Regions from separate parts of the Mus musculus genome. Here all the other regions are linked to region 1. A link is a contact called in public HiChIP or PLAC-seq and promoter capture Hi-C data. All regions are on one chromosome and are shown on one strand. The core of a region is the stretch at or near the end of the contact, and the rest is flanking DNA. Distances in the headings are between cores, read along the strand shown. Region 1 holds the start of Fto (fat mass and obesity associated). Region 2 holds the start of Nup93 (nucleoporin 93). Region 3 holds the start of Mt2 (metallothionein 2). Region 4 holds the start of Bbs2 (Bardet-Biedl syndrome 2 (human)). Region 5 holds the start of Snx20 (sorting nexin 20). Region 6 holds the start of 4930488L21Rik (RIKEN cDNA 4930488L21 gene).

What was found. Promoter capture Hi-C pulls out the DNA fragments that hold promoters and counts their contacts. HiChIP or PLAC-seq counts read pairs in DNA pulled down with a chosen protein or histone mark.
Region 2: a contact with region 1 is called in a promoter capture Hi-C map of pre-B cells, with 5 times the contacts expected there. The contact joins the promoter of Nup93 here to the promoter of Fto in region 1. A contact is called at or near these places in 2 of 39 promoter capture datasets (the HPC-7 cell line and pre-B cells).
Region 3: a contact with region 1 is called in a promoter capture Hi-C map of hippocampal neurons, with 5 times the contacts expected there. The contact joins the promoter of Mt2 here to the promoter of Fto in region 1. A contact is called at or near these places in 3 of 39 promoter capture datasets (hippocampal neurons, liver and pre-B cells).
Region 4: a promoter capture Hi-C map of pre-B cells shows a contact between it and region 1, with 6 times the contacts expected there. The contact joins the promoter of Bbs2 here to the promoter of Fto in region 1. A contact is called at or near these places in 3 of 39 promoter capture datasets (hippocampal neurons, liver and pre-B cells), 1 of 115 datasets of contacts at active chromatin or transcription factors (astrocytes) and 1 of 9 other capture datasets (liver).
Region 5: a contact with region 1 is called in an H3K27ac HiChIP or PLAC-seq map of bone marrow-derived dendritic cells, with 8 times the contacts expected there. The contact joins the promoter of Snx20 here to the promoter of Fto in region 1. A contact is called at or near these places in 1 of 39 promoter capture datasets (pre-B cells), 1 of 484 Hi-C or Micro-C datasets (CD8 T cells) and 1 of 115 datasets of contacts at active chromatin or transcription factors (bone marrow-derived dendritic cells).
Region 6: a contact with region 1 is called in a promoter capture Hi-C map of hippocampal neurons, with 5 times the contacts expected there. The contact joins the promoter of 4930488L21Rik here to the promoter of Fto in region 1. A contact is called at or near these places in 1 of 39 promoter capture datasets (hippocampal neurons) and 1 of 115 datasets of contacts at active chromatin or transcription factors (astrocytes).

The regions. Positions count from the first base shown.
Region 1 is chr8:91,311,720-91,315,227 of GRCm38.p6, reverse strand. Fto (fat mass and obesity associated) reads right to left here and starts at 1,703. Exons shown (of 9, transcript NM_011936.2): 1 at 1,608-1,703. The coding sequence starts at 1,652. It overlaps Rpgrip1l (Rpgrip1-like), which reads left to right and starts at 2,006. Exons shown (of 26, transcript NM_173431.2): 1 at 2,006-2,025.
Region 2 is chr8:94,212,864-94,216,371 of GRCm38.p6, reverse strand. It overlaps Nup93 (nucleoporin 93), which reads right to left and starts at 1,808. Exons shown (of 22, transcript NM_001357266.1): 1 at 1,741-1,808.
Region 3 is chr8:94,170,845-94,174,352 of GRCm38.p6, reverse strand. Mt2 (metallothionein 2) reads right to left here and starts at 1,735. Exons shown (of 3, transcript NM_008630.2): 1 at 1,478-1,735; 2 at 1,161-1,226; 3 at 786-1,017. The coding sequence starts at 1,505. The coding sequence ends at 926. Gm39227 (a long non-coding RNA gene) reads left to right here and starts at 2,698. Exons shown (of 3, transcript XR_879107.2): 1 at 2,698-3,096.
Region 4 is chr8:94,096,764-94,100,271 of GRCm38.p6, reverse strand. It overlaps Bbs2 (Bardet-Biedl syndrome 2 (human)), which reads left to right and starts at 1,763. Exons shown (of 17, transcript NM_026116.3): 1 at 1,763-2,036. The coding sequence starts at 1,920. Gm39226 (a long non-coding RNA gene) reads right to left here and starts at 730. Exons shown (of 2, transcript XR_879106.1): 1 at 82-730.
Region 5 is chr8:88,634,598-88,638,105 of GRCm38.p6, reverse strand. Snx20 (sorting nexin 20) reads left to right here and starts at 1,978. Exons shown (of 4, transcript NM_027840.3): 1 at 1,978-2,120.
Region 6 is chr8:93,812,038-93,815,545 of GRCm38.p6, reverse strand. 4930488L21Rik (RIKEN cDNA 4930488L21 gene) reads left to right here and starts at 1,991. Exons shown (of 1, transcript NR_026888.1): 1 at 1,991-3,508. All of the region lies in intron 2 of Gnao1 (guanine nucleotide binding protein, alpha O), which reads right to left.

The sequences.
Region 1 (3,508 bases), core at 454-2,953:
GAGTGAATGAATAAGTGGAATCACACAAAGTGCACTACCACTCAGCCACAGAAACGGAACAATTGATAACATGTGCGTTAACACGTATAGGTCTCAAAAATTACTGTGATCAGTAAAAACGGCATCCGGGTATATGCTGTCTGCTTCGGCTTAGATGAAAAACTCTAGAAAGCATAGATTCAACAATCATGACTGATCGCATGACTGCCTGGGGGTAAAATAAAGAAATCGGCTGTAAAGAAATAACTTTTTAAAAGAGCCATGCCCTCTATGCAACTGGAACATTTTGCATATACGTACAGTCAAAACTTATCAAATTGTTCACAACAAATGACTGCAAGATTCTCTCTATACACTGGGCCTTAACTTAGCTGAACAGAAAGTCAAGCAATCACTTACGATTACTGAGACATTGTCTAGGACTTAACACAACTACCTGTGCTTCGCATCAGCCAGTACTTCAATGTCTTTCACAAAGAGACTAGAAATGGAGCTAGGAGATTAGAGAGGGGCAGCTCCTGATCCCTAATGCCACCTAGGAAACAAAAGGCCCTGAGCAAAGGCCAACTTCTGCCAGACTCCGTGTCCATGTCTGTAAAATACATAACTCAGGCCATTACACCCAAGACCCAAAACCCTTAGATTCCTAACTGACTTAGGAATCTTACAAGACAAAATTCTACGACAGCAAGTACTGTACCTGTTTTATTTCCTACTGATCCTCGCTGCCAGTATTTACCTACCATAGAATAAGCACCAAACGGCATAGCCAAGGGCCTTTGGCCAAATGAGCTACAGACAAGAGAGACTTTTAAGATGGGCAGAATCTGTTGTGTCCACTGAGGGGGACTGAATGCTGATAAGTTAGAACAAATCAATAGGTCCCAACTTTGGGGATGGGGGAAAAGGAAAATATTGAGCTTCCAGTGCTCATCTTCATAACGGACTGTTTATACTCTACCTATGTAATATCTGTCTTGCCATCTGCTGCAATGATATGAAATAATTATGCATTTAATGTAGGTGTCTGATACAAAAAAAAAAAAATGCTGCAAATAAGTCGCCGTTGCTGTTACTGTCATCCCAAGGAGTGTCCACTGTCAGAAAGCTGAACAGCAAGGACGGAGTCCAGGAATGTACTACCCACAGAAGCTATGTAAAGCGTATCTGATGTGCTGACCACGCAGACAAGTCATCTGGCCATTGAGGCAATGCTCCAAATAAAAACATGTCACCATACTAAATCTGTGGCTCAGCTGCGCTCGAGCTGAAAACACACAGGTGGTAAACTGGTAAACTGAGGCTCGAGAGTGGCTACAAATATAACCAAGGAATAGGGACAGAAGCAGGACAGGGACATAGATGTCTATCTTTTCATTTCTGACCAAGACTAACTGTATCCAGATCTGCATCCAGAGCAATATGAATTCACAGCACAGACGTGCGCGCGCACACTCACACCACGTCTGCAGGTCTCTTGCAAACAAGGCCCTGACACCCCTTGGCTTAACGCCGAGCATCCACTCAGCCATCCCAGCGGGTCTGCGGGTCCCCTGCCTCTAGCCCGGGACTAACACAGAATCCCAGACGCCCGGAGCCCCACATACCTTAGCTTCCCGCTCTCGTTCCTCCGCGGTCTGGACGCGCTTCATGCTGCTACTAAAGCCGCCTTCGCCACCGTGGGCCGTGTTCCCCCTCGCCCTGGACCCCGCCTCCTGTGTGTAGTTCTCTCAACGGCTCTCTCCCGCCTGGAGCCATTTGCTCTAATACCTAGAAGAACTACCCTTCCCAGAATGCTGCGCGAGACTCCCGAGTACTCCTTGGGCTCCGGAGCTGAATTTCTCCAGTCAGCTAGCAGGGCTAGCGTAGTCCGCTACGCGACCCGCCGACGGCCCGCACCCTACGGAGAACTACATTTCCCAGTGGGTAACGGGACTCACTGTTTTCCCGTGCTCCTCTGGGCCTGCAGAGGCTCGCGCCCTGGGCGCTATAGCAACCGGTAGCTAGCTGAGGGCGAACGCGGAGGTGAGTACTCTGTGAGGTGGGGGCTAATGCAGGTTGGCTGGCTCTTCCGCGGCCTCACAACTGAGCCTGGAGTCTGTTCGAAGCCCAGGATAGACCTGGGATTCTTGCGTGGAAAGCAGTCCATCCCGACACACCTCCACATCCGCAGGCCTGCATCTGACTCGCCCTGACCGCCCGCCCAGCCAGAAACGCAGCTGATAAGAATTGGCAACCCTAAGTCCTACAACTCAAAGGTCCCAGTCACATTTCACTCTGTTTCCCAGAAACTGGGCTTGGATGGTAGAACCTAAGCCTCCCAAGAGGCTTGTTACTGTTGTTGTTGTTGGCTTGTTACTGTTGTTGTTGTTGCTGCTGCTGCTGATTGTCGATTAGTTTTTAAAAGGGGGTCTCCCTATGCATCCTAGGCTGGCCTTAAACTAGCCTTTTTAGCCCATGCTCGTCTCAAATTCAATCAATAATAGGTCTTGCCTCAAGTTCCCACCACCACAATCAGTTTCTAGTGGCCTATCTTTTATTCTTTATTACTGTTTCTCATCTGACTACTCCCATAGTCTGTTAAAGCCATTACAGGGCAGAGACTTTGTTTAAACTCAGTGCCTGGCATTCATTCATTCATTCATTCATTCAATAAATGATAGCGTTAATGTCTACTATGTGACATCAGATAGCAGAAGAGGAACTATTTGGGGGAGGAAGGAGACCAGTGAGAGGAAGCTAGAGAGATGGGGGGGGGAGTGGTAGGGGACAGATATAAGCAAGAAACTATGATATAGGTGTGAAAATATACTAGGTTAAAAATGCATGACATGACAATGAATTACGATACAACTCTGGGATAATGACAAAGGCTGTTGCTGTAAGCAATAAGCCACAGCAGGGTGGTGGCACACTCAGGACAAATTCAGAGTCTACTCAGGGCATGGTGACACCCGACTTTAATCGTAACACTCTGGAAGTAGAGGCAGGGAGATCTTTGAATTCCAGCCAAGTTTATATAGTGAGATGACCCCCCCCCCCATTTTTTAAAGAAAAAAAAAACACAAGGAAAAAATAGAGAATTTGAGGCCAGTATGTTTAGTGTTCTTGGTGAATTTCATGTCAGCCTAGACAGCCTGGGCTTCCCTTGAAAAAGAAAAGTTAGAAACCAGGAAGAAAATTAACACAGAACAGTAAGGGAAACTCTAAGGAAAGGTCAGTTGGACTGAGCTCTGAAGTATGAGGAGACAGAAGAGCCTTAGGAGCAAGATAAAAGCATGCCATATGTGAGGAAAGCAGGGAAGGTTGTAAGTGGATCATAGCAAAGAGGGAGAATTCACTGTGCCATCTACCTACATCAGACCAGTAACAATTTTCTTCTCGGTCATGATAACCAGAAATATCACCAAACAACTAACTCCTGCATTAATGACCTTGAGCAATTGAGCTAGCTTGTCTTAGCTTCTGTTTGTATCTAATGACCTTGAGCAATTGAGCTAGCTTGTCT
Region 2 (3,508 bases), core at 559-3,058, 2.9 Mb before region 1:
CATCTCTGCTCCTCAGGAAGCCTGGCAGTTTCTTCCCTTCCCGCTCCTGTACCTGTCAAGCACACAAGCATCCCCACCACAGACAGAGAAGGCCCTCCCTACTTATTCTGAACCTTCTAGGCATTCTTCCCTAGCGGAGCAATTGTGACCACTTCTCAAACATCTCTTCCCGTAGAGGAAGGTTCACAGATATTTAACTCTGAATCCTGAGCATTGACCTAAGCCTGGCACATAATAGAACTAAAAACATGTTTGCTAATTAAAATGACTAGTGACCATAACAGAGTTGGGACCTCCTCCTGATCTTTACTCTGACACACACACAAACACCTCAAAATGCATCTACCTTATAGGCTCAGGGGTAAGAGAGATGGCTCAGCAGTTAAGAAAATCTACAGCTCTGTAGAGGACGCCAGCCCAGGTCCCAGCACCCACATCAGTGATTTACAGCTGTCTGTAACTCTAGCTCCAAGGAATCAGACACTCTCTTCTGGCCTCCACAGAAATATCCACATACATAAAAGACACACAAGAACACACAAATGAGAGGAAGAGAGGAGGGAGGGAGGGAGGGAGGGAGGGAGGGAGGGAGAAGAACCCAAGTTCACCACAGCTCCAACAGTTCAAGTCTCATGGTTTTAATATTTATGTTTATTGCTTATGTGTGTGATGTCTTCCCAAGAAAGAAGCCTGTCTCATTCACCACAAGCCTATAATATCAGTAACATTCATTTATTTGATATTTATTGAGCACCTACTTTATTGTGTACCAAACTTAAGTACTAGGTAGGCACTCATGTTCTACAGGGGTCGGGGAAGGACAAACAATACATAGGACAAATAAAACCTAAATGCTTAGGGGAAAAAAAAAAAGCAGTGAAGACAAGAAGAGTGAGGAAAGGCTTAGATTCTAATGGCCCTAGTGAAGACTCCAAGAAAGAGAGCAGACAAAACAGACATCCAACCACAAGAACAAAGCCCTTAAGTCAAAGCATGTCCTGCGGTGGTGTTGGGGGTGGGGAGAGAATGTGGGGTGTAACAGACATTGAAAGTATGGGTCACGTTATTTAAAAGCCTTACAGCTCACTACAGGGAGCTTATATTACTATTGTTGTTGTTATTTCTATGATTAGTATTACTGTTATTATTACTAAAGCGCTGACCTTTGCTTGTACTGAAAGTCATCTAGGGGGGTAGGGGTGGGGCAGGGTCTAATGTAGATCAGGCTGGCTTCAACTCGCTTTGAAAGCGACACCATGCCGCCCATGCTGTGATTTTCTTTCAGAAGGGACCCAATATACTTGGGCATCCCTTACAGAAGACAGGATACAGGGTACCCAGAAACAGGTGAGACAACCGAAGCGGCAATCATTAGCATCCTGTCGGATTCTCCGTAAAAGGAGATTAAAGTTGACAGGGGTTCGCTGGCCGCCCCTTCACCCGGAAGAGCCATTCTCTAGAAGAACGGCCCCCACGCCCCAAAGAGGGCAGTCAGGCCGGGTGACGCCTGGCAGCCGTGGGTGGGCGTGGCGACAGAGCACCAGTGGGGAGGACCACGCTCGGAAGAGCCTAGTCACAGCACTCGGCGAGCAGTCGCCGGCCGGCATGCCCAGCTACAGCAAGAGAGGAAGCACGAGCCTCTTCGAACTAGGCTCGGTGTTCTGCTTCAAGGCCAGGCCCCGAACTCGGGCCCAGGGTCGGCTCGGGGCCGCGTGGGCGCCCACACCTCACACACCTTACCTGCCTCCGTCGCCGCCCGCTGCCGGCTTCTTCACTACGCCGCCGCCGCCGCTTCTCGCGCCGCTCGCCCGCGCCTCCTGATTGGCTGAGGCAGTAAGCTCCCAGAAGCCCCTGCGCGTTGCGCCGCCAAATGAACTTTATGGAGACCCGCAAGAGGACACAGGCGTGGGGGCGGGGCGGGGCCGGAGGCGGGGCTGTCGCTACAAGTAAGTCAAGGAGCTCCGCCCTGCTCCCGCCCACGTGGTTGGAGTTGACAGTCCTAGAGGAAGCATTTCCGCAGTTCCCAATGCTGGGCAGACCCAGAGAGCTCGGCCACTCGGTGTAGAGCTTCAGTCAAGTGCCTGGGCCTGTTCTAGGTGCAGGGAACACGGTGACTTCCACAGCAGACAAGATCCCTGACCTCAAGCAGTTCTCAGCTTGGCCAGGGAAACAAAATATAGTGAATAAATGCAGCAGTAATTAGGAGAGCTAAGAACGGAAAAGCAAACTAATTGAAGAAAAATGGTCGGATGGCCAGGAAAGGTGTCATTCCAACTGAAAGGTGAAAGATAAAAACATGTTTTGGAGTTTCTCAAGGGAAAAGGCTGTCTTTTGGCAGCCTGAACAAGCAAGCTAGGCTGGCCACCTGCCCCGTTGGCCAATTACAGAAAAAAGCAGTGGTGATACCCAAAGAAAAGAGATTACTTCAGTGTGGCCGCGTTGGGAACAAAGTGTGTCACTGGGATATACAAGAACCCTTCAGGAGGTTCTTAGTCTAGTGGGTAAAAGAAATTTGAAAACAGGCGCTGAATGAAAACAATTTTGTTGGGAGTTTGAGAGAAAAATAACAGGACAGGCAAGCTGCAGGTCTCAGCAGCTGCTGAGAGGAGAGACCTGGATAGGAGGAGGTTTTGACAAATGTAAAAGAGTGTGGGGCTAACTGTAAGCACTCGTGTGTGAGTGTGTGTGTGTGTGTGTGTGTGTGTGTGTGTGTGTGTGTGTGTGTGTCCTGGTGCTCAAGGAGGCCAAAAGAGGTCATCAGATCTCCGGAGTAAGATTACAGGTGGTTGTGAGGCGGCATGGGTACTAGGAACCAAACCCAAAGTCCTTTGCAAGAGCAGTATGCTGAGCCATTGCTTTAGCTCCCGTAATAGCCTGTAATCGTTAAAGAGGCACTTTTTGGATTGCACAGTCTCGAACATGTCTAATCTTTCAATGAAGGTCACCGTCCTGACCTAATGAGGACCATGTGAACACAGGCCTAGGCAAGGTTGTCACCATTAATAATTCTAGTTTGGTAGATGCCTGTTTGATAAAGTGTTCTAGTCAGCTTTGCCTTATATGCTTATAAAACATAAATACAATTAACATACAAAGATGCCCACAATGATTAGCATTATAGCTGCACAGAACTTCTTTCTGCCTGCATGTGTATGTTTGTGGTATATATTTGTGTATGTGCAGAAGTATGTGGGCAGCTATGTGCACATGTGCTTGGAGGTCAAAGGTTGCTGTTGGGTGGCTTCCTCTAGTCACTCTCTGCCTTATTTTTTGAAACAGGGTCTCTCACTGAACCCAGCGCTTACCAATGGGCATAAATAGCTATCCAGTGAGCTCCAGGGATCTACCTGTCTCTGCCCTCCTCCCCTGAGCACTAGGGTTACAGGAGCCACCCTCCACACTGGGCTTTTGCTTGCTCAGTAGGTACTTTACCAACTGAGACTTCTTGCCAACACAAAAGATTTTATTATTTTTATGACCTTAATTAATGTGCTTGTGAGAGACAGAG
Region 3 (3,508 bases), core at 486-2,985, 2.9 Mb before region 1:
CCACCTGCCTCTGCCTTCGGAGTGCTGGGATTAAAGGTGTGCGCCACCACGCCCGGCTAAGATTTATTATTTTAAGTACACTGTAGCTGACTTCAGACACACCAGAAGAGGGCGTCAGATCTCATTATGGAAGGTTGTGAACCACCATGTGGTTTCTGGGAATTGACCTCATGACTTCTGGAAGAGCAGCCAGCGCTCTTAACCCGAGCCACCTTGCCAGCCCATGTTACTGAATTTTTAAAAATGGATTTTAGTCTGTAAGCCCAGAATTTATAAGTCTAAGGCAGAAGCTCAAGGACAGCTTAGGTTACACAGTTAAGATCTGGCCTCAAAACCAAAGGTCACCAAAATTTGAGACCAAGCTGGCTTCAGAGTTAGTGGTCCTTCTGCCTCAGGCTCTCAAGTGTTGGGGTTATTACTCGTGGGAGACGTCATATCTGACTCACTCCCATTTTTATTTACAGGTATTTCATACTTTAAGCCTAAAAACCGAAAATAATTAGGGGTAGGGATGTGGCGCATTAGAGCACCTGGGTTTAGTAAGCAGGAAGCTTTCGGTTTAATCCCCAATACACACACACACACACACACACACACACACACACACACACACACACACACGCCCAGTAGGAATGGCCCATTTCTGTGACCAATGCATGCTTCTGCATGACCACTTTCTAGGCGGTCAAAGTCCAGAGAAATATAATCCGACTAGCTCAAATTCAGCTGCTGCAGTCCCATCTCAACGCCTCTGCCAGCCCTTAACCAATGCACAGAGACAAGCTGAATTAATCAAGTCAACGGCTTTTATTGTCAGTTACATGCTTTATAGAAAAAGTTGTGGAGAACGAGTCAGGGTTGTACAAAAAAGGCTAGGCTTCTACATGGTCTATTTACACAGATGTGGGGACCCCTCCGCCCCCCTTCAGGCACAGCAGCTGCACTTGTCGGAAGCCTCTTTGCAGATGCAGCCCTGGGAGCACTTCGCACAGCCCACGGGGCAGCAGGAGCAGCAGCCTGTGGGGAGAGAAGAGTTGAACGTGAGCGAGAAACCTTGTCAGAGGCACACCACCTGAACGCTCCCGGGAGGGAAGGCGCGGCGCGGCGGGCTAGGGACCCCAGGAGAGTGACGGGGAAATGGCAGAGAAGATCCAACTTACTTTTCTTGCAGGAAGTACATTTGCATTGTTTGCATTTGCAGGCGCCAGCGCAGGAGCAGGATCCATCTAAAAGTAGAAGGCAGTCAGTGAGCGCGGTTGAGTGGGACCCGGGAGTACCTGAACGCTGTTCTCCTAGGAAGGTGAGGCAAATCACCCGGGTAGGCGAGCCACTATCTCAAGGACTAGTTTAAAGGAGCAGGAGTGCTTCAGAATTCATTCGGAAGGGGTAGCCGGTCGTACCCTTAAAGTAATTACTAAAGGAGGGGCCAAAAAGCCTGTCTAGCTCTCCCAGAAATCCCGTCAGCAGTCCCCCTTACCGGAGGCACAGGAGCAGTTGGGGTCCATGGCGAGTGGAGGCGGCGGTTGAAGATCGACGAGAGATCGGTTTGAAGAGTTCTAGGAGCGTGATGGAGAGAAGCACGCGGAGCGCGACCTTTATAGCGGAGAGTATTGGGTCGAGCGCAAAAGCTCCGCCCGGGTGGAAGGCACCATGCACGCGCCCCCGCCGCCTGCACACGCCCTTTTTCTGGCTCAAGGGATATGGCCAGCACACGCCCCTGGGCCTGCGCACGACCCGAATTCTGCAAGCGGCCCTCTTTTTGCTCGTGGGACAGAGCCTGCACACGCCCTCCCCCCACCCCCCGCGCTGAGTCACACCCCCTTTCTCTGGGCTCAGGGACTGAGAGCAAAGGAGCTGAGCGCAAAGGGTCTGCGATCCGGTGGGAACCGGTTCCAGGACACCTGCTTGCTCCCGCGCGCGCCCTTTGCGGTGCCCCGGGGCCCGAGGGGCCGGGTGCAGAGGCGATGCTGAGCGACGAGACCTCTGGCCGCCCAGATCACGCCACGGGGACACAGTTTCCGCGCATGTCTTGTGTGCTAACCTGGGTGAAAGCGGGGCTTGGAGACCCTGCGTACAGGAAAACTTAGCTGGCAGTGTGAACCGGTTACAAAAACCAGCCCTACCCCTGGCTTAACTGCTGTTGGTGATGTACTCCTGCCCCCCTGCGTGTCACGTGCTGCGGGCACCGTAAGAGCTGTCGTTTTTCCTTACAAACGCTGGTTGGAGTGTTCATTATTCTCACCGTAGAAAAGTGGAAACGGAGACGCAGTCACATAGTCACTTGCCCAAGATGAGTGTAGGGTTCGAATCCACTAAGGCACCAGCCAGTTGTCAAGAGACTAGAGACCATAGACACAAGCCTTGTGCTAAGACTTACTCTTGGGGGGCGGGGGGAGGGCAGCGAGTGACAGGAAAAAATGGTGGGGGTCTTTGCTGGAGGTGGAATTCAAGAGAACGAAAGCAGTCCATTCTGGGAGGATATGGACCAGGGCCCTTTGCCAGGGTGTTTGCCAAGTAGGAAGGGCCAGATGGTGGTGTTCTGAAACACACGGATGGAAAGCCCCACGTAACCCGACCCACCTCCACCCACGGGTGGATGCTGAGGGGAAGGGTGGAGATGGCAGCCAAAATTTCTTCCCCTGGAGGTACATGGTGTTTCCCCACTTGCTTAAGTCTGCTGAAATCAGACTGGAAGTCATAGCTGGAATGTCTGTGTCATCTGCAGAGCCAGGAAACTGGTGCCGGAAGCTTCCCGGCAGGCCGACTCGGATACTTTCAACGGAGGCTGTGGGTGGGTTGTAACAGGACAGGCTGTCCTCGCAGCTCTTAGTGAAAACTGGGGCAATGCCTTCTTGACTCATTCCAGGCATTACTGGATGCCCACGGCTGTCCATGGATTGTGTGATTAAACACCGTGTCCTTTCCCTTCCTGGCACTTTCTGTGGCTGCCCTGGCTATGAACTTGAACCGGATTGATTTCTGGGCTCCCGTGCTCCCTTTCCAGACTGACCCCAGAGCAGTCTTTGCTGTAACTCCAGCCTCAAGCCAGGATGTTGTTGGCAGTCACCGCTGGCCAAGTCCCGTAAATTCATGGAGGTAACTAACCCACGGTACGGTTATTCCTGCCCAGTTCTCACTTCCCGCTAGGACTTAGATTTTGAAAATGGAAGTACGTCGTAGACTGGATGTATCCGCCAGTTCCTTTAATCAGAGCACTCAAGAGGCAGAGGCACGTAAATTTCTGTGAGTTCAAGGTCAGCCTAGTCTACATAGTGAGTTCCAGTCCAGCTTTGGCTATAAGGTGAGACCCTGTCTCAAACAAACAAAAAATACAAGCAACAATGAAAAAGGAAGTCAAGTTTGAATGATGTGACCCAGGCTTGTAATCTTAGCACTCAGAGGCCCAGCCAGGATTGTGAAAGTCAGGCTGACCTGGGTATATACTTATTGTTAGTCTTAACAATAAATAGATAGACGAATAAGGGCTAGGAATGAAGTGTAAGGTCGA
Region 4 (3,508 bases), core at 514-3,013, 2.8 Mb before region 1:
AGGGGCCACTCTAATCCAGGATGACCTCATTTCAAGCTCTTTAACTTACATCTGTAAAGACTGCTCTCCAAATAAGGTTACCTGTTGCCACCAGCAGTGAGGTGTGTGCCAGAGATACAGCTCCACTCTGCCACCTGCAGCAGCCCAAGCACTGGGCACTCCTTTCTGAGACCTCCATCCAAGTGACAACAGGATTCTTGGTTTCACTGCAGCAAAGAATTCCAGGACCAGACAGTTTGAAGCAGTTGAAGTTTCCTGAGATTTTGGTCACCAAGATGGCTCAGCAGGTTAAAAACAACATGGCTGATGACATGAGTTTGGTCCCTAGAACACATGGTATTGTTTTACACACACACACACACACACACACACACACACACCATATACCATACATAATTAATGTAATGTAATATGCTATACTATAATATAAGCATAACGGGGAGGGGCTGGGAAGGAGTTTAAAAGAGAGGATAGGTGCTAAGGGATAGAATAATACATAGCCAAAAGCTTGGATGTGGGTTTCAAGAGGGAACGACTCACTTAGTATCTTATCAGCTACATAGACTGCTTAGTAGCTCTAGTTATATCTCAATGGGCTGTTAGGAATTCCACCCCACTCCCATCTTCTTTCTCTCTTTTGTTTTACTTTGAAAATTAGCTTACAAAGTAGCAGGTCTTTTATGACATTTTCATGCATACTATGGCTGGCTGATCCTTCTCACCTGCTAGTTCCTTTCTTCTACTCCCCCCCCCCCCCCCCCCCCCCCCCCCCCCCCCGCACATTTACTCTTCTTTCTTTCCCTTCTTTTTGATGAATACGTTTATAAGGTGACTTCACCGGTGCTTTGAGTAGAGTTTGCAATTTGCTAAGATGAACCGACTTGTCACAAGGATGTAAAGAGTTAAGTCACATCATTTATTTAAGTAGGGTTTCTTGTGAGGTCCCTAGCAAATTACAGATTTACAGCTGGCAAAGGAGAAAGGCCATGTCCGTTTAGTACTTAAGCAGGATTCAGTGCTTTTTCAACATTCTTAGTTGAAAGTCTTTTCATATAAAGGGCATGTTGTCTCTAGCTGAGCAACTTTGTACAAATGCTAATTGTCCTGAAAATCTTGACTCAGCTGGTGGAGCGCCTTAACTGGACTTGGGAGAGAAGTACTCTTTCCCTTCCCATGTCCCTCAACTTTGCATCGTTCTCTACTGCTTTATATTTACCACCTAAACTATTTAAATAAACTATACTCTTTACTTTTATCTTGAGGGGATTATTATTTTCGGGTTACTATTGACGTTTGCCTGGGCATAACAGCTAAAGCAAGGGATACACTAAGCACTTTAACGTTAGTTTTGTTTTGTTTTTTTAATCGTGCGTGTGCATGTCCTTGGAGCTGGTTTTCTGCTTCCAACTCGGGTCATCAGGGTTGGTATCAAGTGTCTTCACCCACTTAACTATCCGCCCCGTAAAGCCTTAGTTCTTGAACGAATGAAAGGGTGACATAGTGTGTGGCGTGTACGGGGTGCAGCTTGGCTGACACGCTACAGAGAATCCTGGGGAGGTACTGGCTTAGACACCGCCATCCCAGACGCCAAGGTAAGGCTTCATCTAACACTAATTTACAGCCGCAGTCCGAGGACAGACAAAGAACGCAGGCCAACCAGGCACGACGCCACTGCGCAGTCGCAGGAGCTAGTTGGGACTTGCGTAGCTCTGCCGCTGGGAGGGTCCGCGCAGGCGTAGAGAGAGTTGGCGACACCGATCGCGCTCTAGTCTGCGCTTCCGGCGCCGGGCCTGTGGCGTTCCGCAGTCCTGCGTGTATTTACCTCCTACTCCTCATCCGCTGCTAGGCAACCGGCCGGCCAAGCTGCTTGCCTTGCGCCTGCGTCGGGCATCTGTCTTCCGCCCCTAGCTGGCGCCATCATGCTGCTGCCTGTGTTCACTCTGAAACTGCGCCACAAAATCAGCCCCCGCATGGTGGCCATAGGGCGCTACGACGGGACTCACCCGTGCTTGGCTGCCGCCACCCAAGCGGGCAAGGTAACCGCTCCCACCCGGACTCCTGCCTCCTCCAGATCCCGCCCCTCACGCTGCCCCGCCCCCTGCCCGCATTGCCTGGCAACCGGTCGCCGCTGTCCTTGGCTCCAGTCCCATCAAAGTGGGATTTCAAAGAACAGCTTTGTAGCAGTGACGTTTTTTATCACCAGGTTCTCAGTGTTGAACAGTATTGAGGACAGATCAGGAACCTAGGGAAAAGAAGTCTCAAGAAAAAGGAGCGCTTGTCCAGGAGTAGCAGCGATTGCTGACTCCAGATTCATGCCCAGGGCCTCTGCTTGCCTCCAGGATTCTCTTCCATATTTGCCTCTTTACAGTGGAGGAAGCGGGTGGGGTGGGGACAACAACCCAATGTTAAATTCAGATTGTAGTTTTGGTCCTTGATCACGTACATTCAGATCTTATCCCCATAACCTAAGTGTTCATTAAATGGTTATTATGAGCCACATACTGAGAAAGGGGTGTCAGGGTCACAGATAAAAAAAAAATTCAGATTTAGACCCAGTTTGCAAACAAAAGAAATTGTGAAAGTGAGATTGAATTCTTGTTGTTAGACTCAGCAGGTATGCCAGGTACACAATTGCATTTGTGTAAGGAGTTTTCAAGACACTGCCATGTGTGTTGTATGTTACCTTATATGCTACTTCTAGGGTTCCGTAGCAGGAACATAAGGATTCGTTTAAATGGGTTATGATTTCATAAACTGGTATGGTGAAGTAAAATGCTGAACATTCGTCTTGGTATGTGATGCTACTAGTTAAGAGGCGCTACCAGTCCTGAGGTAGTGCTACACATTTGTTATTTTATCTGTTCAAGAGATTGGGATCATAAGTTCAAAGCTAGCCTGGGCAACATAGGAAGACCCTGTCTCAAAATTAAAATTTTAGAAGAAGGGAGTTCTTTGTCCAATTGTCACTTGGATAAAGGCATGCACTGCTAAGTTTGATGACCTGAGTTCTGTCCTAGGGACACACAACATGGAGAGAGATCTGACTCTTGTAAGTTGTTGTCATCTGACCTTCACATGTGCTATAGAGCCTGGACACACACACATACCCACACACACACACACACACACACACACACACACGAATATTCAAATAGTAATATTAAAAAGGCTGATGATGTAACTCAGTGGTAGAACGATTGCCTAACATACTCAACAGCCTGGGTTCAGCCTCCTGAGCTGCCCTTATCCCAGGCACTGACAAACATCCAAAAGAAGTTCGCATCCACATATGCATATGTGCATATACATGTTCGTAGAATGGAGTACTGCAATATAAGAGGCAACGATATCCCACTGGTGTTACCTTAACCCCTAATTTGAGGTACAATCATGTGCTGGACACTTTTCCTAACTCTGCAGATACTGCGATAAATGAAATTTCACCTCTAGAGCTTACATTTGAGAGAGTAAGCAGAGTGTATATGTATATGATATATCATGTCAGAAT
Region 5 (3,508 bases), core at 729-3,228, 2.7 Mb after region 1:
ATAGCCATTAACAAACCAGGAAGCAGGCTCTCACCAAACACTGGATCTGCCATCACCATGATCTTGAATATCCCAGCCCCCAGAACTTTAAGACACAAGCTTGGTTGTTTAAACCACATGGCATAGGGCATTTTGTTATGGCAGCCCAAGTGGACAAGACATAGCCCTTGCCTGTACCCCTCTCCCATCCGCTTCTGGGCTTCAGAGAAAAGCCAGCACCCAGCAGATGACAAAGTCTCCTGGTCACACTGGCCCAGTTGTGTTCCTCCAACAAAATCTGGGCACACCTCCATGTCAGGTGGTTTCCAAAAACTGGGCCCCTGCCCCAAAAGAGGAAGCAGTGACTGTCACACTATTCCCCTGTGGCTGCTAACTGCTGTGATGAGCTCACAGGGTTTGGAGAAGAATGTAGAGCCTGCTGTGGCATCTCACAGATTTCAAGCCTGGGCAGAGACAGGGCAAGGAGCTGGAAAGATGCACGGTAGGAAGAGGAGGGGCAGAGGCACACACCTCTCTGCAACCTCTTGTCTCTTTACCACACTAGGCCCTCTGCCAGGCAACACGAGGCAGAGGCAAATGAGATCCGGCCCTTGCAGCTGGGACTGGCTAGCCAGAGGCACGCCATGCACAGTAGTTCTCTCAAGCTCTTGCCAAAACCAAATTCTTATGGATATGTGTGTTCTTGGTATGATAGTGATGGTGGTGCAGAGAGGCAGGATGTTGTACAGAGTCCTGAGCAGAAAGGCAAACGATGAGGATTTTAGTATGCCCTCAGTTGCCAGCCTCACACGCTCAGCATGACACCATTAAGTGTTCTGTACACCTTGACTCATCATAAGCTTCCTGAGGGCCTGTGGGGTTGAAGCAGATGCAAATGAGGGCGAAACCTCTGTGACAGTGAAAAGCAAGATTGATTTAGTTGAGCATGGTAGACAGCATCTATTCATCACAAGATCCTTTCAGTGCAAATGTGAGCCTCGGGAGGAAAAAGAGATTAAGAAGCACATGTACCCAAAGGAACCCTCTCGGCCTATCTTCAGCCATTAACGCAATTCGATAAAAGACAAAGAAGGCAATGGACTCCAACGGAGAAGAGATGGGTGGGAAATAAGCCTGTAAAATGTCTACCATAATTATCCTTTGTGGGACCCAGTGTTGTAAGCTATGAGGTGACACCCCTGCCCACACTGTAGAATGGCTTCAAGAAGTATTAGCCATGCCAAGGGTAGAGAAGGTACAGCCTGGCTCATTCACAGCCAGGGGAGTGCAAGATGTCCACCTGGGCCGTACCCTAGCCTATCCCATGACCTTTCTGTGTCAGGCACTGGCTCCGCATCCCACCAGCTCCATGCACCAAACCTCAGTTCTCCAGCTTGTCAACAGAACACGAAGGGCCCCATTATGCCTAGCTCATAGCTAGGATAATAACTATTAAAAGAATGTATCCCCAAATCCTCATGTTAGACTGAGATCCCTAACATAATGGGTTTGGGAGGTAGGGTCTTCTGAGAGTTGACTGTCATAAGGACAGTCTTCATAAAGGGATTTATGCTGTAACTGTGAAACTGGGGTGCATAAGGTAAGCTTTCTCTTGTCTGTCCACCTCCTACCATGGCATGTCACATGCGGCAGGACAGCCCTCACAGACACTACCAGTGTGCTCTTGCATGTTCCGGATCCAGAGCTATAAACTAAATAAACTTTCGTGTGTGTGATTTTTTTTCCTTCAGTTTATCGTCTTCTGTCATTGCCACAGAAAAGGACTAAAACAAAGGACTTTGAAATGAATTCTCCAAATGCCAGCTATCGTTCGGGTGTCTAATACGTATCAAGCTGCTTAAAGCTGCTGTGAAGTTAAACTGTCCTCCTGTTGGTGGCCTTGACCCACGTGGCCTGTATGATGTACTGCAGATATTTGTCTAGGAGGTTCAATGTACATCTTTCAGCAACCAATAAGCTGGGGCCCCTGAAGGAGATCACTCAGCCCATTTCCTGTTTTCAAAAGGAGAACTCAGGATTGCGGCAGACATTCAGCCATCTAGTTGGACCTTGCAAAAAGAGATCGGACTGGGGCATGTGACTCTCCTGGACCCCGAACCCACAAAGCCTGAAGATCCCAGGTCAGTCAGTGTTTGACCCCAAGCGTAGCTGGCTTCTGCGCCCTGAGACCCAGTGATGTCCTTGAGAGGCCCTCTAGGAACTCCCTGGGTACTGGTTAGGAGGGACCAAGGGTGGTGAGAGTATGGGCTGTCCTTAGAAACTGGGGCCAAACCCACCTCCAACCTCTAAGCCTGACTCCTTTTGCAATGCCAGGCACTGGTCCTGTTCCTGGGAACAAGTCCAGGCTTGTATTTCTCAAAGGGTGGACCCTGTAGCCGAGTAAGAATCCGGAGCCCACCCCAGCTCTGTCTGGGTGTTGTGGGGTAGGCAGCCTGCTTGCCTTAGAGCTCCTAACACTTCCTCTCCCCAGTCCCAGTGGGGATTCTGATGTGCACACCCAACTGAGAGCGCTTCCAGCGGCAAGCTCCACAGAGAAGCACCCAGGGGTCCCATGGTGCTCAGGGCAGGTGGAGCCTTGGCTGGCCCTTCAATGGAGACCTGAGGAGGCTGCCCTACAAAGAAAGGAGACTTAAACTCAAACTCCCGCAGCCAGGGCTGCCGCTCCCTGTCCTTCCTTTCCTTCCTTCCTCCTCCTCTTTGAATGGGTGCCTCTCAGTTCTTCTGTCTTATGGGCAAGGGCTTTTACTATATTCTACCAGATTTTCATTAGCCACCCCCCACAACCTTCCCCCTGCCCCCGAGAAAGGTGGCCTCGGCTCTACAAGTGGCCCTGTGTATGAAGGAGGAGGACTGAAGAGGGCAGGGCCCCTTGAAGTGGGGAACAAGAGCCAAGGCTCCCGGAAAATGAAGATTGTCATGCACAGAAGATAGTAAGGGGTGGAGGGGTGGGAGCCTGCGACTCTGCTCTGTCCTCTGGGCCAAGTCCAGTCCCAACATCTGCAGTGCTTTGTTCTGATGGCTAGAAATCTTTCCCACTGAGGGTGTGGAGTGATAAGGCAGCCCTCAGAACCCTCTGTCCCCAAGGAGCTTAGCAGCTGGGCGTAGTGGCGCAGGCCTTTGATCCCAGCACTTGGGAGGCAGAGGCAGGCAGATTTCTGAGTTCGAGGCCAGCCTGGTCTACAGAGTGAGTTCCAGGACAGCCAGGGCTATACAGAGAAACTCTGTCTCAAAAAACTAAAAAAACAAAAAACCAAGGAGCTTAGCAAAAGGATCAATTGCCCACAGGGGGAAACTGAGGCTTGGATGTGTTTGGGAAACTGTCAACATATCATCTTTATCTACTTGTCTTTAAATGGGTCACTCCCAGCCTGTCCTGTAAGAGGACAGGAACAGCTTTGGTTGTGGCTTTGAGTTTTATTCTAAGCCTCGGTTTCATGCCAGTTTTTGAATGGTTTACCAGAGCACGCAGCACGGGCACATTTCTGCGGTCTTCCGAAGCCCCATGGAA
Region 6 (3,508 bases), core at 742-3,241, 2.5 Mb before region 1:
ATTTTTATTAGTCTGTGTAAAAGCATCCCTAATTACTGAAACAATGATGAGGGTATATCCCACGTGAGGTCACAGGCCCCAAACACAAGCAAAGTGCCACGCAGAGGAAAGGAGCCACCCCTACTCATAGGACGTGTGAAGCTGCACTTGCACTACTTCAATCACCACCGTTCGTGTCTTGGAACTTAAATGTTGTATATTGCATGACAGAGACCTTCCAGACACTAATCCACAAATGCACACGAGAGAGAGAGAGAGAGAGAGAGAGAGAGAGAGAGAGAGAGAGAGAGAGAGAGAGAGAGAATATGAAGGTAAAGGCGGTGCCAGCAAGATAGCTCAGAGGATAAAGGCACTTTGTCACAAGGCTGGCAATTTGAGTTTGATCTCCGAACCCATGCAAAGGTAGAAGGAAGAACAGACTCCATGGAGTTGTCCTTTACACACACACACACACACACACACCCCAAAAGATTTTAAACACTTGAGAATTAGGCTTCTGAAAATTGATGCAAACTCCCCCTTATTGCATTGTGCAGAAAAATTCCAAAGGTTTGAGTGTGTAACGGCCCTGGGCTGATGAGGGTAATAACGCCCTGTTCTAGGCAGTGTCTCTGCCTGCCAGTCCCTAACGGCTTCACTAGCTGCTACAGGCATATTCTGATTCCTCCTCATAAGCAGCACCGCAACCTGGACGAGGACACAAGCCGACTGAAGCAGCTCCTTGCCTTCTGAAAACGCTGATGACAAAGGATCTGATAACATTCGGATAGCAATATTCCTCCTCTCAACCCAAAGGAAGGGGCTGTGCTACTAGGCCCAATCCCTGGCTCCTCACAGGGTGTCACCAACGGCAGACTCTCTAACCATCTAATTTCATCTGCCTAGGTGAAACAACACAGCATCTGAATTAACTTACACATATGGCCTGACGGGCTCGTCACCAATCATATTGCACAGGGAAACAGGAAATTGCTTTCTGCAAATGCTACCGAGGCTTTCTGGGCTGGCCCCACCCAGAAAGTACAATCTTCCCCGGCTACAAATGACTCTCACTCAAGTGGTGATCTCAAAACCCATCTCTGGAAGTGAGGACTCCAAAGAATCTGTCACCGGGATACAGTGACACCAACCTCACATTTTGTGGTTAATAAAACAAGTCCTGCATTCGGCTTGGCACAAGTCCCTGATCTGATTTATTTCAGGCTCAGCTCATAGGAAAAACTGCCATTCATGAATGCTTCAGGAGGGCAGGTCAGCTGGGTTTTTTGTGGCACAACTGGCGTGCTCACACCCATTTCTGGTGGACATTCTGATCAAACCTAGCCGATTTCCTAAAGAGATCTGGCACGTTTTGTTCTTAAAGGGAAACAAACAAACAAAAAAAAAATCAATTACAAAAAAAAAATCTCAGTTTTGACAGGCAGTTTTCACAGAAAAGGTGTTTGTGGGAATAGAGAAAGGAAGAAATGCAGGAAAAGAGAAAAATGTTCTGATTTCCGATTAAATAGAATCAAACATCGGACACTTCACCCCATCTTCCTCAGTGCAACCCAATATAAGTCAGACGCACAGGACTTTCCTCAGAATGTCTCCTCAGTCTTCCTTTAAGATTTCGTGCCCCAGGACTTAATCAGGAATTTCCATTCTAAAGTGGCACACGGATCTCCTCAGAGAGCTAAGCTTTCTTTGAATAAAAAAGGCAAGTTGCCCTTTTGGGGACTCGATACGTATTTTTAAACCTCTTATTAAATCAACCTAATTTATGAGGCATGTTCAGGAAGAGCAGGTAGCAAGCTGCTTTGGTGGATGCAAAGTTTCTTTGCCATCCCCTCCCACACCCCCAATTCCACCTCCTTTGCCCTCCTCCTGCCGAGGGTTTCCGAATGTCTTCGGGGCCTTTCCGAAGCCGCCGAAGCCGCTCGGCCCTCTCCGCTTGGACCCCGACTGTGCTCCGAACACTGTCGAGATCCTCCGAGCCCCGCTCCCAGGTCAGGCCGAGCGGAGCCGAACACCGCCGAGCCAAGCTCAGCCCCATCGACTTTTCCAGCCTCGGCTGGGCGCTGTCCACCACTTACAACGCCTGAAACCTCACCCTGGCTCAGGAGGCCGAGGCTTCTACCGGACTCCCGGCCTGCCACAGTGGATTACAGACTTGTGAAGTTTCGAAACCTGCCCCTAAGGAGAAAGAGGTGGCGCGGTTTGCATTTCCCGACACGCGAGGGCTCCAGGCAGATGCAACATGCACCTTGTTGCAAAGAGCAATTCCCCAGGCCCCGCCTCCCCATCCATTTGGACTGCACAAGCCCCAGAGAAACCCCAGGCCAAATTACTGGTGGCTCAGAAGGGTGAGGCTAGCCGAAGGGGCCTGTGAGAAGAAAGCCCCCGGGAGCTCTCGAACGCAAATAAGAACATGCCAAGCAGATGGGAGAAACTGTCTCCTAGTCGCTGCTCCCTACCATCATGGCGCCGCCTGGAACTCGCTTGTCATGCCTGTTACACATGCAAGAATTTTTGCTTCTTGGTTTTGAAACCACAAGCACGATTTGTCTCCCACCCACCTTCCCTCGAAAGGGGCTTTTATTTTCCATTGTTTTCCTACGGGATGCAATTACTTCGGCTATTCTGTCAAGTTGAAAAATAATCATTTTTGTTTACAGCACAGCAACCTCTAATTAGGAGCTGTGTGTGCACGAAGGTGTCACAGCAAAGCGACATGGAATCCTCGCTAAACGGTCCTAACGAACTCCTCCGTCCCGAACTGACAGGCCAACGGAAACAGGGCCAGGAGGCCCGGAAGGCACGCACCCGTTCCCTGCCGGCCACCCCTCCCCAGGCAGAGCTGCCTGGAGGCTCACCGGGAACCGTGGAGTGGATGGGGCAAGAAGCAAGCCAGAGAGGAGGAAGGACGGGCGAGGCTCCTAAGTGGGGAAATGTGGAAAGGAAGGAATATCCCATTTTGTTTTAATTTTCAACCATCACTCAAATCCACCCCCAGTTAATTAGGAGGGGAAACTGATATCTAAGGCAGAAAGGGGGCGGTGGCAAGTAGGGCCTGAAATCCGCATTGAAGGTAGAATACAGAGTGTAAATACAACGATAAAGGCTACACAGTGACTGGAACCTGCGGGTGTCAGAAGAGCAAAGGCTGGAGGGCCAGGGAGGAGAGGGGCTGGAGGGCAGATGAAACTGGCTTTTAGCCCCACAGACCCTCCCACCTCTGCCTTGGATAAGGCTGTGTCTGTCACATCCGCTTGGAAACCCATCCTTTCTCCCCAGTGCACGCCCCCTCCCCTAACCCTTGCTCGCTTTGGGGGGGGGGGTCGTCTAAGCCACAGCCACCAGGAATTCAGCACCAAACTCGTGAACAGCAAACACTTGATCCTCCACCCCAATCTGCTAGGGCTGGGTCCCCTCCATGTTTTAGTCAAGTTCAAAATCACTGCCTCAAGAGAAGCAGGGGGAAGTGGGATTCGAGGGGTGGGGTGGAGGAGGAGGGGAAAGAAGATGA